Regions from separate parts of the Mus musculus genome. Here region 2 is linked to region 1. The links are chromatin contacts, called in public HiChIP or PLAC-seq maps. All regions are on one chromosome and are shown on one strand. The core of a region is the stretch at or near the end of the contact, and the rest is flanking DNA. Distances in the headings are between cores, read along the strand shown. Region 1 holds the start of Slc25a27 (solute carrier family 25, member 27). Region 2 overlaps Clic5 (chloride intracellular channel 5).

Region 1 (6,140 bases), core at 2,927-5,426:
TTGCTTGATATTTCAGGCAGTTTGACTTGGTATCTCAAAAAAAACAAAAACAAACAAACAAACAAACAAAAAACCCTGCAAAAATAGTGTAAGTTTGTGTACATAATTCCGACTCTTAAAACTCATGTGCTAACTTACTCACAGAGTGGAATGTTAATAATAGCAAGCCTGTACATCATTAGAACTGATGCTCTCTGGGCCAAGGAAACAGCTTGGAGGTGGAGGGGCAGAGAGCCACACTTATCTCAGTGTCCCTCTGGAACCAACTTCATGGTCTCCTCTCTATAAAGCTGACATAGCCACAGCACCCATTCCTGTGAGCGATTCTTTGGAAGCACGGATAGAAAGGTTTCCCTCTGTGACAGTGACCACTAATCACCCACAGAAGCAGTTCTCCTTAATTTTCACTGTGTTTAAGGTTTCTAAATAAGGGGAAAGGATGTAAATCATTCATGTCCGTCTGTCTTATACCATTAAAGAACTCACAGGGAAAACTTTGCAAACATACAGCTTAGTAGAAGCAGTTATAACTCCCTCTATATCAGGATGTATTAAGTGATGACACTCAGTGAATTATCTTTCTCTCTTCATGGATATGTGTGCGTACAGTGAGGATGGCGTGTAGATATGCTTGCATGTGTGCAGAGTCATATTAGTGTGTGGTTATGCAAGCACATAGCTACATGTGCATGTGCCGAGGTCCAAAGTTGAGACCAGTTGTCCTCTTCTGTCACTTTCCATGTTATCTGCTGCTCGCCATTTCCCGCTAGACCACTTGCCAGCCTGTCTCAAGGTTCTCCTGGACAATCCCAGGGCATTGCACCACATGGAAGTTAAATACTTCCATACACTAGTCTCAAAATTTAGGGCAGTAACTCCTTAATAACACTTGGAAAGATTTTCTTCTATTGATTTATTGTATCAGTTGGGGGTGGGGGAGGAATAATGTCTTTGCTGGATTTTGCATCCAGCTGAAGAGAAAAGCAAAGAATACAGAACCCATAACAAACTTACCAGCTAGAATCAAGATAAATACCTACGTGTCTGTAAATGGCGGGCGTCACTCCTTGCCACAGCTTTAGGAAGCCTTCCTCCTGAACAATTCCCAGGGCCGTGCGCACCATGCCCCTATAAGGGGCAGAGTCCACTGCGCCATCTCCCAACCTAGCAAGGGCAGCTTCTCCTTGCATCTGGAGTCGGGTTTTTGTGAGATCGAGGGGAAAGGTTGCTAATGAAATAGAAAACAGATGAAGGGGAGGAAACCCCAAAACATTCAGACAAACCAACAAAAAAAAACCTCTAAAATCAGAGGATTAGCATTCCCCCAAGATTTGGAGCCTCTGAAGTAGGAGAATATGGCAGCCTCAGCTAGGGAACCTGCGGAAAACACACACTTCCAAACCCATCCCCACACACCCTGACCTCATAGGTTGATTTAGAGAGTACAATCTCACGCCTTCCCAAATCTAAAATTCCCTGCCCCAAAGCATCCCCAGATACAAAGGCAAAACAAAATAATCCCACAAAAGCAGGGCAACCCTTGATCTCTTTTTAATAAAAAAAATTAATCTCAAACCCAATTTAGTTTTCCCAATGAGAAACAGCTTCAAGTATCCCCGTTCTGTCTCCTTGACCATAGCCACTATCATTTGAGATCTAATACAAATTTAGAACAAATTTAAAGTGGAATTCTATGATTTTTATAGGTTCTTCTTCCCCGAGAATGAATCACAGGACTGATGTTTGAGATGGAGAAGATGCAATGAGGTTGGAACATCTTCTGTATACAGGGGTAGCAATGTTCTTCAAACTGAGGCAACTTCTGAACGGATAAGTTTTATACATGGCCTATTCATGAGTTCTTTGTAAGTCGCAACTTTAGTTAACTGGAAAATTTGCTTATATGTTGAATTAGAGACAGTTTATCTTGATCTGAAAGCCTATTCTAGCTACTTGGTCCATCATACACTTCGTACACACAATACCCTGAAGAACTCTTAAGAAGGATATGGGGTCAAGCTCATGAACATCGCTTAGAGTACACAAAGATTTTCAGTGACCGCTGCCTGATCCACGATCCATGAATACCTTTCCAAAGACAGGAGAGGGGGCGGGGAGGGGGATGTGTTACATCTTTCCATTAGGTTCTGGAAAAGTTGCTAACCAATAATGTCCCTAAGATGTTTTCTTATCTTGCATATATATGGAGTCTTAAAAAGTTTCCAGTGGTATACACACACACACACACACACACACACACACACACCTTAAAAAGTGTCTTATCAACACATGAAACTGAGCAAAGTATGAAGAGGCAAGAGCTCTAAGTACAAATGCTGCTTCTCAGAACACATGTTTTCTTCCTTCCTTTTCCTTTGGTTACCTTGTGGCTGGGGCATTCGTGCTGAATCAGTGTGAACTCCCCTTTACCAACTAACTTTGATCCCTTGGCCTTCTGTCCCTATTCTTCACCCGTTTCTCCCCAACACATTTCACAGGACCGTTTCTGGACAAGCCACTGAGCTTTCAGGGAGCCATCAAACCACTAATGCAGCTCATCACTCGGCTGACTCGTTTTAGATGTCTTTAGAAGCTGGTGAATTTTATTTAGGAAAATCAATGATTAAGGAAAATAAAATTGTGTTAGCTTTGATTAGAAAGAAGACAAATAGATGGGCCAAAGGCAAGAAAGGAAGAGTCTAAAGGGCAAAGCAATAGGTAGTGTGCTGGCTATGCTAGGCATAAAAATAAATAAAGCTCCGCTAGAGACGGTTGGATAACATTTTCAAATAACTAATGCACCAGAGACATTTTCCTTTTTCTTTCTTTCTTTTTTTAATGGACAAAAAAATGTAAGGGTAATCTCAAATAGCTTCACAGAGACCACAGGTTGTACTCAAAACCTCCCTGCCCCCTTCCTGAAAAACAACAACAACCACAACAACACCCCCACCCTTTGCTCATGCCATAGTGCCGTAATCCACTTTAGGTGGTCTGTTTATTTACTTATTTATTTATTTGTTGTTGTTGTTTGTTTCTTTGAACTCACTTAGGCAGATGGATCTGTCTTGTTTTGTTTTGTTCCTATAATGTTCTTGGAACACACAGAAATAGCTTCTCTGCAACAGGCAGCAGCTGTAAATAAATGTCTTTCTCTGCATGTGCCACCCCCCACCCGCCACCCCACTGAGCCTGGAAGAAGGCCACACTGGGGTTTTTTGCAATTGTATATCCAGGACCCACTACTGCATCAACTGGAATAATGCTGCCCCTACCTTGCATTTACCACATATAAAAATTACTTCTCAGAATTCCCCTTAACGGGTATAGGCTCAGAGAAGTGATGTGGCTGACTGGCATTAAGCAAATGTTCCAGAGGGATGGTTAACAATTGGAGTCCCTCAAGGTAGGACTCACTGTCCCCCTTCCCCCAACTCAAATCTTAAAGACTCCCGAGGCAGCATAAGACTATAAACCACAAAAAACGATCCCAGGGAGGATGAAAAAGAAAAAAACAAACCAAAACCAAACCAAAAAACTGTGAACAAATGGATTATGGTTCTATAAAGGTCATCCTTACGAAAGGGGAAATGTTTCCTAGAGAGGTATAGGGCTCATGAAGAGCCCAAGAGTACTCACTCAGGCATAAGACAACATCCCTGGGGATGGGAAGACAAGGACCCTGGACACCTCCAATCCACGCTCCTCCCGAAGCTGGCCTACTGGGCACCTGACCACATCCTTGCGAGGGTCCAACCTCTGAAGATGCACTCCAGCCAGGAGTGAGGCTGCCCGCCCATCCCTCCCCCAGCACGATGCCGCAGCCACTCGCTGGGGAGGCCGAGGCGGGGGCGGCCGGTACCTAGCTCGGCCACGGTTGCGGCGCAGCCGGACAGTAGGAACTTGCTCGTCCGGGGCCATCTCTGCGTGAGCGGCAGCAGCTTCTCCTCCTCGGCGATAGGCATTCAGCAGCAAGTCAGGACCACTGGGCACCGCTGGTCGCCTGGGAACCTGCCACCCTGCCGGCGCCGCCCCTTTTCAGCCCGAGAGAGGTCAGGTCAGGACCATGTGCCTTTATTACGCTCTGCAAAGGCGCCGCCCGCCTGGTAGCTGGACCGGTCCGGCGGCCTCAGGTGCTGAAAAACAAAGCCGCACCCAAGAGGCTTCTGGGAAATGTAGTTCTTGGGGGCTCAGCGACTTCTCTGATTGGCTGGTAGCTAGGCGCCCGCTGCAAACAGCTAGTTTACTCGAGCTCCGCCGCCTCAGGATGTGTTCCCGCCTCCTCCGTCCCAGCCCAGCCCAGCCCAGTTCAAATCAAAGCTTTTTTTTTTTTTTTTTTTTTTTTTTTTTTTCTCATAATTTGAAAGCCGTGGGAAGGTGGAAGATAGCCACAATGCAAAAATCACACAAAAACTGGGGCGGGGCAAAGGAACCACAGTTACGCAAGAGAATTTGTTTAAAAAGTTTCTCGGCTCAGAGTTTGCAAAACTGGGCGCATTTTCCTCAGTCGGCGGGGGACTAGGAGATTCCCCTGGAGAAGGACGTTTTCAAACGTCTGTTGATTCTGGAAGATGGGCATTATGGAGTTATTCTCACCAATAGCAATCGCCGTTCTGGGAAGCTGTGTTCTTTTCTTATTCTCTCGGTTGAAGAATTTGCTTGGACCCCCGTGCATCCAAGGCTGGATTCCCTGGATTGGAGCTGGACTTGAGTTTGGGAAAGCCCCTCTTGAATTTATAGAAAAAGCAAGAATCAAGGTATGTAGCAGTGACAGGGAGTTTGGAGGGAGGTAGTATTTCCTTTTCTAATTTTTCTTTTATTAAACTCAGTGTTGGAACATTGGGCATACACATACTTCCGGCAATTCGTCTACTCTGTTTCTCTACATACCTTGTTGGAAATAGTCAGGTCTTTTGACTGTTAGTAATTCCCTGCAGTTAATTCTAAGTGGGTGTTTATTAACATTGCAGATGTAAGCTTGTAGTTTGGGGGCGGCGACAGAAGAGTTTCCATGATTTCAGTTTGTGAAAACGAGTAATAAATTTGTATCACAAGTAGAGGTAACTCTACGATTTTATAAAACTTGATTTGCTAAATTGATCTTTACAGATTAAAAGCTCCCCAATATTCTTTCTTTCTCTCCCCATCCCTACCACCAGATACTATTTTATTGGTGAGTTCCTCCCTCCCTTATTCCCTGCCCTGAGGAAATAAGTAATGGATTCCACTGTAAGGGTTTTTTTTTTTTTTTTTTTTCCCATAAAGCAGCTACTGAATGTTGAACAGTTTAGAGAAGGCACTTTTACTGGCTGGCCTTTTAATTTCTATTCATATTTTGGCGGCCAAGATCTTACTGTGGTTTTGGTTGGGAAGCCAGCATGGTGGATGAAGTGCTTTCTGCAGCAACCACAAAAACCTGAGTCCATACCTCAACCCCTCCAGGTTCAGTGAGAGAGGCTTTGTCTCAAAAACTGAGGTGGAGGGCCAGCAAGAGGGCTCGGTGGGTAAAGGTGTCTGCTGCCAAGCCTGGCATCTTGAGACTGAACCTTAGAACCCACATGGTGGAAGGAGAGAATCAGCTCTCTCAGATTGTTCTCAGACCCCCACATGGGCGCTGTGATACACACATGCCCATATTCCATGTAAACACAATATATGAATAATATTTTCTTATCATTTAGTATTTCTTCTAGCCCTCCCCCACTTCTGTGTGTGTACACTCATGTGTTGGTGTTCTAATCCATGCATGAAGGACTACATGGAGTTCAAAGGTTTGCACCAGGGTGTCTTCCTAGTTTGTTTTTCCACTACATTTTGTTGGGACAGGTCCTCAAACTGCATCTGGAGCTCATCCAGTCAGCTAAGACTGGCTGTTTAACAAGCCTCTGGGAACTGCCTGTCTCTGTCTCCCTGGCTTCTGGAGAATTAGGGATGCGAGCTTTTATGTCTGGGTTTTGCCTGGGGTCTGGGGATTTGAACTCTGATCCTCATGTTGGCACAGCAAGCACTTTGTCCACTGAGCCATATTCTAGTCTTTGATGGCTGTATTTCATCAAATAAGGATAAGATATTTTATTTAAATTCCAGTAGTTGGGTGATATGGGTTGCTGCTAACTGCTTTTCGTTGTTTCAACCATTCC
Region 2 (6,207 bases), core at 407-2,906, 570 kb after region 1:
TAGCACAGGCGTTAGGTCTGCAGGACCCTGGTGGGCTTCAGCACTGACAGCTGAATTTTCAGGGAATTAGAATCAAGACCTTTACTGAGGATTTGTCTTGGCTTTCAGAACACCTAGTGGGAGGGTTCTGGACCCGAGGACTGCATGTACAGGCCCTAAGAGGCGAAACATACAGCTTGATTGTGTCTATTCCTTTGCACTCCTGAGTTCCATTGTATTCATAGTTACCTGTTGTGCTAAGGATCTAACTTGGGGCTCCCTGCATGCCGTTCAAGTGCTGTCACTGAGCTATAGTCTGGGTCCTCTGAGTAGACGTAGAAGGTGTCTTAACTCCGTGGCGGCTAACAGTGTCCAGCAAAGCTTGGCCACGTCCTCCAGCCCATGGTGGAAAGGCTTCCAAAACAGCCTACTCTGTTCAGGTCTAATGCTCCTCCCTGGGTCCCATCTGCCCTCGGGGCTGCTCTTGTTCCCAGAAGCTCCTGGTAAGAGGCTTCTTCTACATTCGTCAGGCTTCTCCTCCTCGTTCCTCGGAACTTGAGAATCTCCTGCCTCTAGGCTCAGTTTCAGTCCCAACTTCTTGGGAAGGCCTCTGTAACCCATCACTGTCCGGAGTGGCCTCCCTTGAAACTCACCTAGGTCCGATCTGAGCTTCCTCAGGCGGAGTCATCCTTTAGTGCCTTACCTCGTCGTAACATCTACAACTCCAATGCTTCCTAACTGCTGATGGCTTTCCCCTGCAAAATCCCGTGATAGGTACTTCATAAGGGAAATTCCAGCATTCTATATTAGACAAGGAAGCCGAGCAGACCCACTGAGGTCTCCTACCAGCTGGAAATAGAGGGGCTGCTGCTAAGATCCTAGTGTCTGGCACAGTAAGGGAGCATGTACCTCCCATGCAGCCTGTGTCTGTAACAACTAAAACGAGCAGGATCCCAGAGCCTGGGCAAGGAGCTTCCTTTCCGAGAGACCAGAGTCTTTAGATTCTCATCCGTAGGAGAGAACTCTCACTAGAGTTCCAAGCTGGAGCTCAGGCAGGGGACGGAGTCTCTCGGGCATCTTAAGGATGCTTCTGCTTCTCTCACACACATTATCAGACCCAGTCCTGCCGACATCCCTCTAAGGCTGCCTTGGTGGTCACCTTTGTTTACAGCACTATCCGCACGCACACAAATACTAATTCCTATGAAAACTGATCTTATCCCAGTTTTTAATCCGAGAGAGTGCTGTTAGGGGTTTAAAGAGGTGGGCCATGGGTTTATGTTTAGGATTCTACTTGGCTTGCTGCACGAACTTGAAACCCGGCGCCCCTCATGGAGCTGTGAATCAGGGAGCTAAAGAAAGGATGAGGCCCGTGAAATAATTCACAAATCCAATCTGGAGACATGGAATTCTGTAATTTCAATTCCAACTGCGGGGGTGGGAGCTGACTGAGAGAGGAAGGGGTGGCGCTGGCCAGCATGCTTTTGACAATGCCCAGCTTCAGGAGCCAGAAGTGGCATGTCCCAAAGGTGTCAGAACCTAGCAGCCAAAGTACCCCCAGGATCCCAGAAACGAAACCACACTGCTGCCCCGTCACAAACAAAACCACACTGCTGCCCCGTCAACAGACTAACAGACCGCTGTGTCTTTAAGCCACAGTAACTGCTCCAAAATAAGACCAGAGAGGACTTCCTTCCTGGCCAGTGTCAGTTACAAAACAGGAGCAGCCTGCAAAGAATGTCCTCTCTTTATGTGAGGGGAGGGACGCACACTGAGTCAACAAGGAACTAAGTAAATTAGTCTCAGTTGTTTGAGTGTCACAGAAGGAGGCTGGAGAGCAAGCAGCCTGTTGGGAGTGACTTGGGAGCTGTCACTGGAATTCTTGTCGTCCCCTCCCTAGCTGATTAGACCAGGAATTTGTCTCCTCACAGAAGCCTCTGCCCCCTCTCGTTGACATTTTACAGTTTCTCCATCTCATATTTTCTGCTCCAGTGGCCACAAAGAATGTTGCAAACTCAGAGAATGGAAACTCCCATGGCTGCCCTGAGACTCCTGCGTGAGCCCTACCCTGTTTCCTCAGTACAGCCGGGAGTCTCCACTTCCTGTTGCTAAGCCACACCCCCACCCCACCCCGTCCCCTCCTTCCTTGATACTGGCTCAGGAATTTGACCACCTGGCAGGAGGGATTTTAGAAGCACACCACATCACTGGCACTAACAGACGCAATGTCCTTCTTGCGTTCTTGACGTACCTTCCCTGTGGCACTCAATATACTAAGTATCCAGCACCGACAGGGACCACACCAGGCACTGTTGAGGGCTGAGTCTAGAAAGTTCGATTGATTACTCCTTGTTCATTCATTGGATGCATGCTCCACATTGCTGTACTCTTCCCTAACATCTTCCCCTGCCTCTCTGGATCACGAGGACCTCAGCATCTCCCTCTCCCTGATGCATGCAGTGTCTCCTGTGTGCGCTGCAAAGGTGGTGAGGTTCCCGACACTGGGTTATCTTAGATTTAAGAGTGACTGCGAGCAGCATAGCAAGATACCTTTCTTGTTTATGCTTTGGTATGGAGTCCGGGATGGAACCAGGGCTTCACACATACTAGGCAAGGGCTTGCTATTTCAAACCGGCTCCCTCTTCGTACTTTCTGTTTTGATATAGATCTTGCGAACTTTCCCAGACTAAACCTGAGTTCACTCTGGGAGTCCAGGCTGGCCTTGAACTTGAGCTCTTTCTGCCTCAGCTCACTTGTCTAGTTGGGACAAGCGGGCCTGTATTCTCTCTTCAGAAGGACTGAGTTTGGCAAGGTAGCCTTCATCTATAAGGTTTTACTGGTCCCGGGAAAACCTGAGACAAAAGGAAACTGCTTTCCTCAACATGAGTCATTGTGTTTACTCAAGTCCTACTAGATAAATGAAGTTGTGACTCCTTGGAATTGGATTATTTATAACTATAAGTACCCCTTAAGTGCCCTCAATCTTTATTGTAAAAGATTCCATTTCTGACTGGGGAGATCTTCAATTTACATATATTAAATTAATTTTAAAAATCTTTCACAAAACAACTAAGTTTTAGTAAAATTAAAATCATAATGGTTATATTTTTTAAAAATGTGTGCTCAAATTAAGATTAAAAACAGTAAATGGTGAAGTATGTTGGATTATTAACTGGTTTCCTGTAGGATAGCTGCCTACTGGTCCCTGGCATTCATTGAAAAGCACAAACTTTCATAATTGGGTTGGAGTTTTTTCAATATCAGACCAACTTTTGAGTTCTAATTTCACAGTTAAAGTTAACCCTTTTTAAATTTAATTTTTTATTATACATGTGTGGCTGATTTGCCTGCATGTGTGTCTGTTCACTGTGTGTGTGCAGTACCTGAAGGGGCCAGAAGAGGGCATCAGTCCTCCTGCAACTGGATTTACAGGCAATTCTGAGCTGTTAGCTGCCTTGTGGGTTTTGGAAACTGAATGTAGGTGTTGGGAACTCTTTGTCTGTTTGATTAATTTCCGAGACGGTATTCTAGTCTGTAGCCCAAGCTGGTATCACAATGGTAGCAATCCCCCTGCTCCAGCCTTCCAAGCTCTGGGATAACAGGAATGGATGGACCACCAAGCCCAGCTCATAGTTCTTGATGTAGAACCCTTAGCCATAGCCTCCCTGATGTTTCCTGATCTGCAATATTGAACGTAGGCCTCTGGACCTAACCCCATGAGTTTTCACCAGGGTCCATTGGTTAAACAGCAATAATGCTCCTTGAACACACTGACTTCATCCAACAGTCTGGTTTTCAATTACTAGTTCCCTCTCTCATGGATCCTCCATGCCAGGGATCATTTAGAGGCAAATTATATGTGTGTATATTTGTGAAGTCTAGGAAGAGATTGAACAATATTAGATGTTAATTGCTACATATTAAAATGTATGTTACTCAGAATGGGAGCATTGGAACTTGAAGAAGTCCCCAAAACACACACACACACACACACACACACACACACACACACACACATGCATATAGTAATATAGTATTCAAATACATTTAGGATCCAATGTGTTACTTATTTTTGTTTGTGGAGGCCAGTTAACCGCTGAGCCATTTCTTCAGCCCCGCTGTGTTAATTTGTCAAGCCTGGAATTGTGTGTTTTGTTGGAATAATTAGTAAGAGGGCATTTGGAAGCACAGTCCTGTGCAGTTAAAGCCGGGAGCTAATTTAGACGGTCACCATGATCCTCTCCGGGCTTTTCAGTTGTGTTCAGCTTCCACTTGTGAGTTACTTCTGCCATTTTCTTCCTGTGGATGAGTTTTCGGTTTCACACCACAGGCCCACAGAGCTCTATCCAGCTCCTACTGTCTCACACCTAGTACCACAAATCTGGTTATGCTACAAGCATGTTGATTAACCCCAGACCAGAGTTCATGCCATAGGCTTCTCAGAACCAGAGGGACAATGGTTCACACCATCACTGGAATCTTACTCTCTCCACAGAAAGCCAGCCGATCTACACAACCTGGCTCCTGGCACGCACCCGCCCTTCCTGACCTTCAATGGGGATGTGAAGACAGATGTCAACAAGATTGAAGAGTTCCTGGAGGAGACCCTAACCCCCGAGAAGTAATGAGCTGGTTCTTTACAGACCTATGGACAGGGAGAGAGTTAGCTGTGGGAAGGTAGATTTCCAGTGGGGCTGCTTCAGTTTGAGGTTAGCAAAATGGAATGCCAATCTCAGAGTGGGTGCATTAAGGCAAGTTACCCATAGGTATTGCCAGTCAGTTCCTACAGAGTGCCTTTAGGGGACCTGGGAAGATCTCCCTCTCTCCCCTCCCCCTCCCCCTCCCTCTCCCCCTCCCCCTTCTCCTCCCCTCCTCCTCTCTCTTCCCGTCCATCTTTCCCTCTCCTCCATCTTTCCCTCTCCCTCCCCCTCCCCTCCCCTCCCCCTCCATCTTTCCTTCTCCCTTCCCCCCTCTCTCCCCACCAGCCTTATTCTCCTGAAAAGCTCAAGATTGTGCAAACTTCTTCATCTTCAGTAGAAGGGATAAAAGGCTGATGTAATGATGACAAACCAGGAAACTGAGACCACACCAGGAGCCATAAGTCTGAGCAAGCCACATACATACATACATACATACATACATACATACATACATACAAATACAGATTGGGACTGGCAGGTGTAGGAGCTGAGAGTTCTCACGGGGGCAGATTAGCTATTGCTGATACAAGAGGAGGTAAGAGACATAGTCTAAAAGATGGCCGAGTCTGGGGTCATTAATTGCAGAATACAGTAATCAGAGATGAAAACAATCCTACCTCGTTGTTACACTGGAAACCCCGGCGTTCCTGACAGAGTCAGGCATGAGCTCAGTGCTGCAGGGTCGCCACGGAAGGATCTTCAGCTGTAAGATCTGTAAGCTGGGCCGTTGTCAGCTGTAAGACTTTCCCTGGCTGCTGGGAAGGGAAGCCGTGTAAAAGGGTTGGGGATACGGCTCGGTTGGTGCAATCCTGTCACACGAGAAGCCCTGAGTTCCTGCCCCAAGGACATGCCTGCATTCTCAGGAAGGGAAGCAGAGTTAGAATACAATCATTTTTTCTGTGTTTCTCTCAAAGTTCTGTTTACCTGTCAGCAAATGTTGCTCCTGGGCTGTGTCAGGCGCTGAGCTCTGTGAGGCACATCACACTCTCACCAGCTCTGGTACCTGGGAGAAAGGGCTGTCCTTATCCTTGTTTTATGGTCTGGTACAGTGGGATAGCCCATGGTAACCAATGGTGCCTTACTGTTGGATGATTACTGGTCCCTGATTCCCTAAGAAAGCCTTAAGCAAGAAACCACGCTCCCTTAAGAGCATCCTTTGTCATCATATTAGGACAGGTCATTTTCACACTGAGGGGGAAGTGGCCTGTGGCCATTTTTTTTAAAAAAGATTTATTTACTCATTTTATATATGTGAGTTCAATGTCCCTCTCTTCAGACACACCAGAAGAGGGCATCGGATCCCATGACCCATGGTTGTGAGCCACCATGTGGTTGCTTAGAAGTGAACTCAGGATCTCTGGAAGAGCATTCAGTGTTCTTGACTGCTGAGCCATCTTTCCAGCCCTGGGTACAGACTTTGAATAAGGGAATAAGTTCAATCAACAGCGAGCCACACATGTCGCCTAACAGGTGGCAGCTAGAAGCCCAGTGTGTCTTCAAACAGAACACCAGACAACTTCTGGGGTGG

What was found. HiChIP or PLAC-seq counts read pairs in DNA pulled down with a chosen protein or histone mark.
Region 2: a contact with region 1 is called in a FOXA1 HiChIP or PLAC-seq map of pancreatic cancer cells. The contact joins the enhancer-like site here to the promoter of Slc25a27 in region 1. A contact is called at or near these places in 4 of 39 promoter capture datasets (the 3T3-L1 cell line, the C10 cell line, cranial neural crest and 1 more), 1 of 115 datasets of contacts at active chromatin or transcription factors (pancreatic cancer cells) and 2 of 9 other capture datasets (adipose tissue and pancreatic islet).

The regions. Positions count from the first base shown.
Region 1 is chr17:43,663,038-43,669,177 of GRCm38.p6, forward strand. It overlaps Slc25a27 (solute carrier family 25, member 27), which reads right to left and starts at 4,177. Exons shown (of 9, transcript NM_001357122.1): 1 at 3,863-4,177; 2 at 1,037-1,228. The coding sequence starts at 3,965. Cyp39a1 (cytochrome P450, family 39, subfamily a, polypeptide 1) reads left to right here and starts at 4,335. Exons shown (of 12, transcript NM_018887.4): 1 at 4,335-4,757. The coding sequence starts at 4,572.
Region 2 is chr17:44,237,560-44,243,766 of GRCm38.p6, forward strand. Clic5 (chloride intracellular channel 5) reads left to right here. Exons shown (of 6, transcript NM_172621.2): 3 at 4,475-4,600. Among named protein-coding and RNA genes, the nearest start is that of Clic5, 52 kb to the left of the region's middle. Within about 2 kb of position 1,657, at least 227 of the 459 cell types and tissues checked have an H3K27ac peak or open chromatin away from gene starts, as enhancers often do. A contact at or near this core is called in adipose tissue and pancreatic cancer cells, where this site is marked.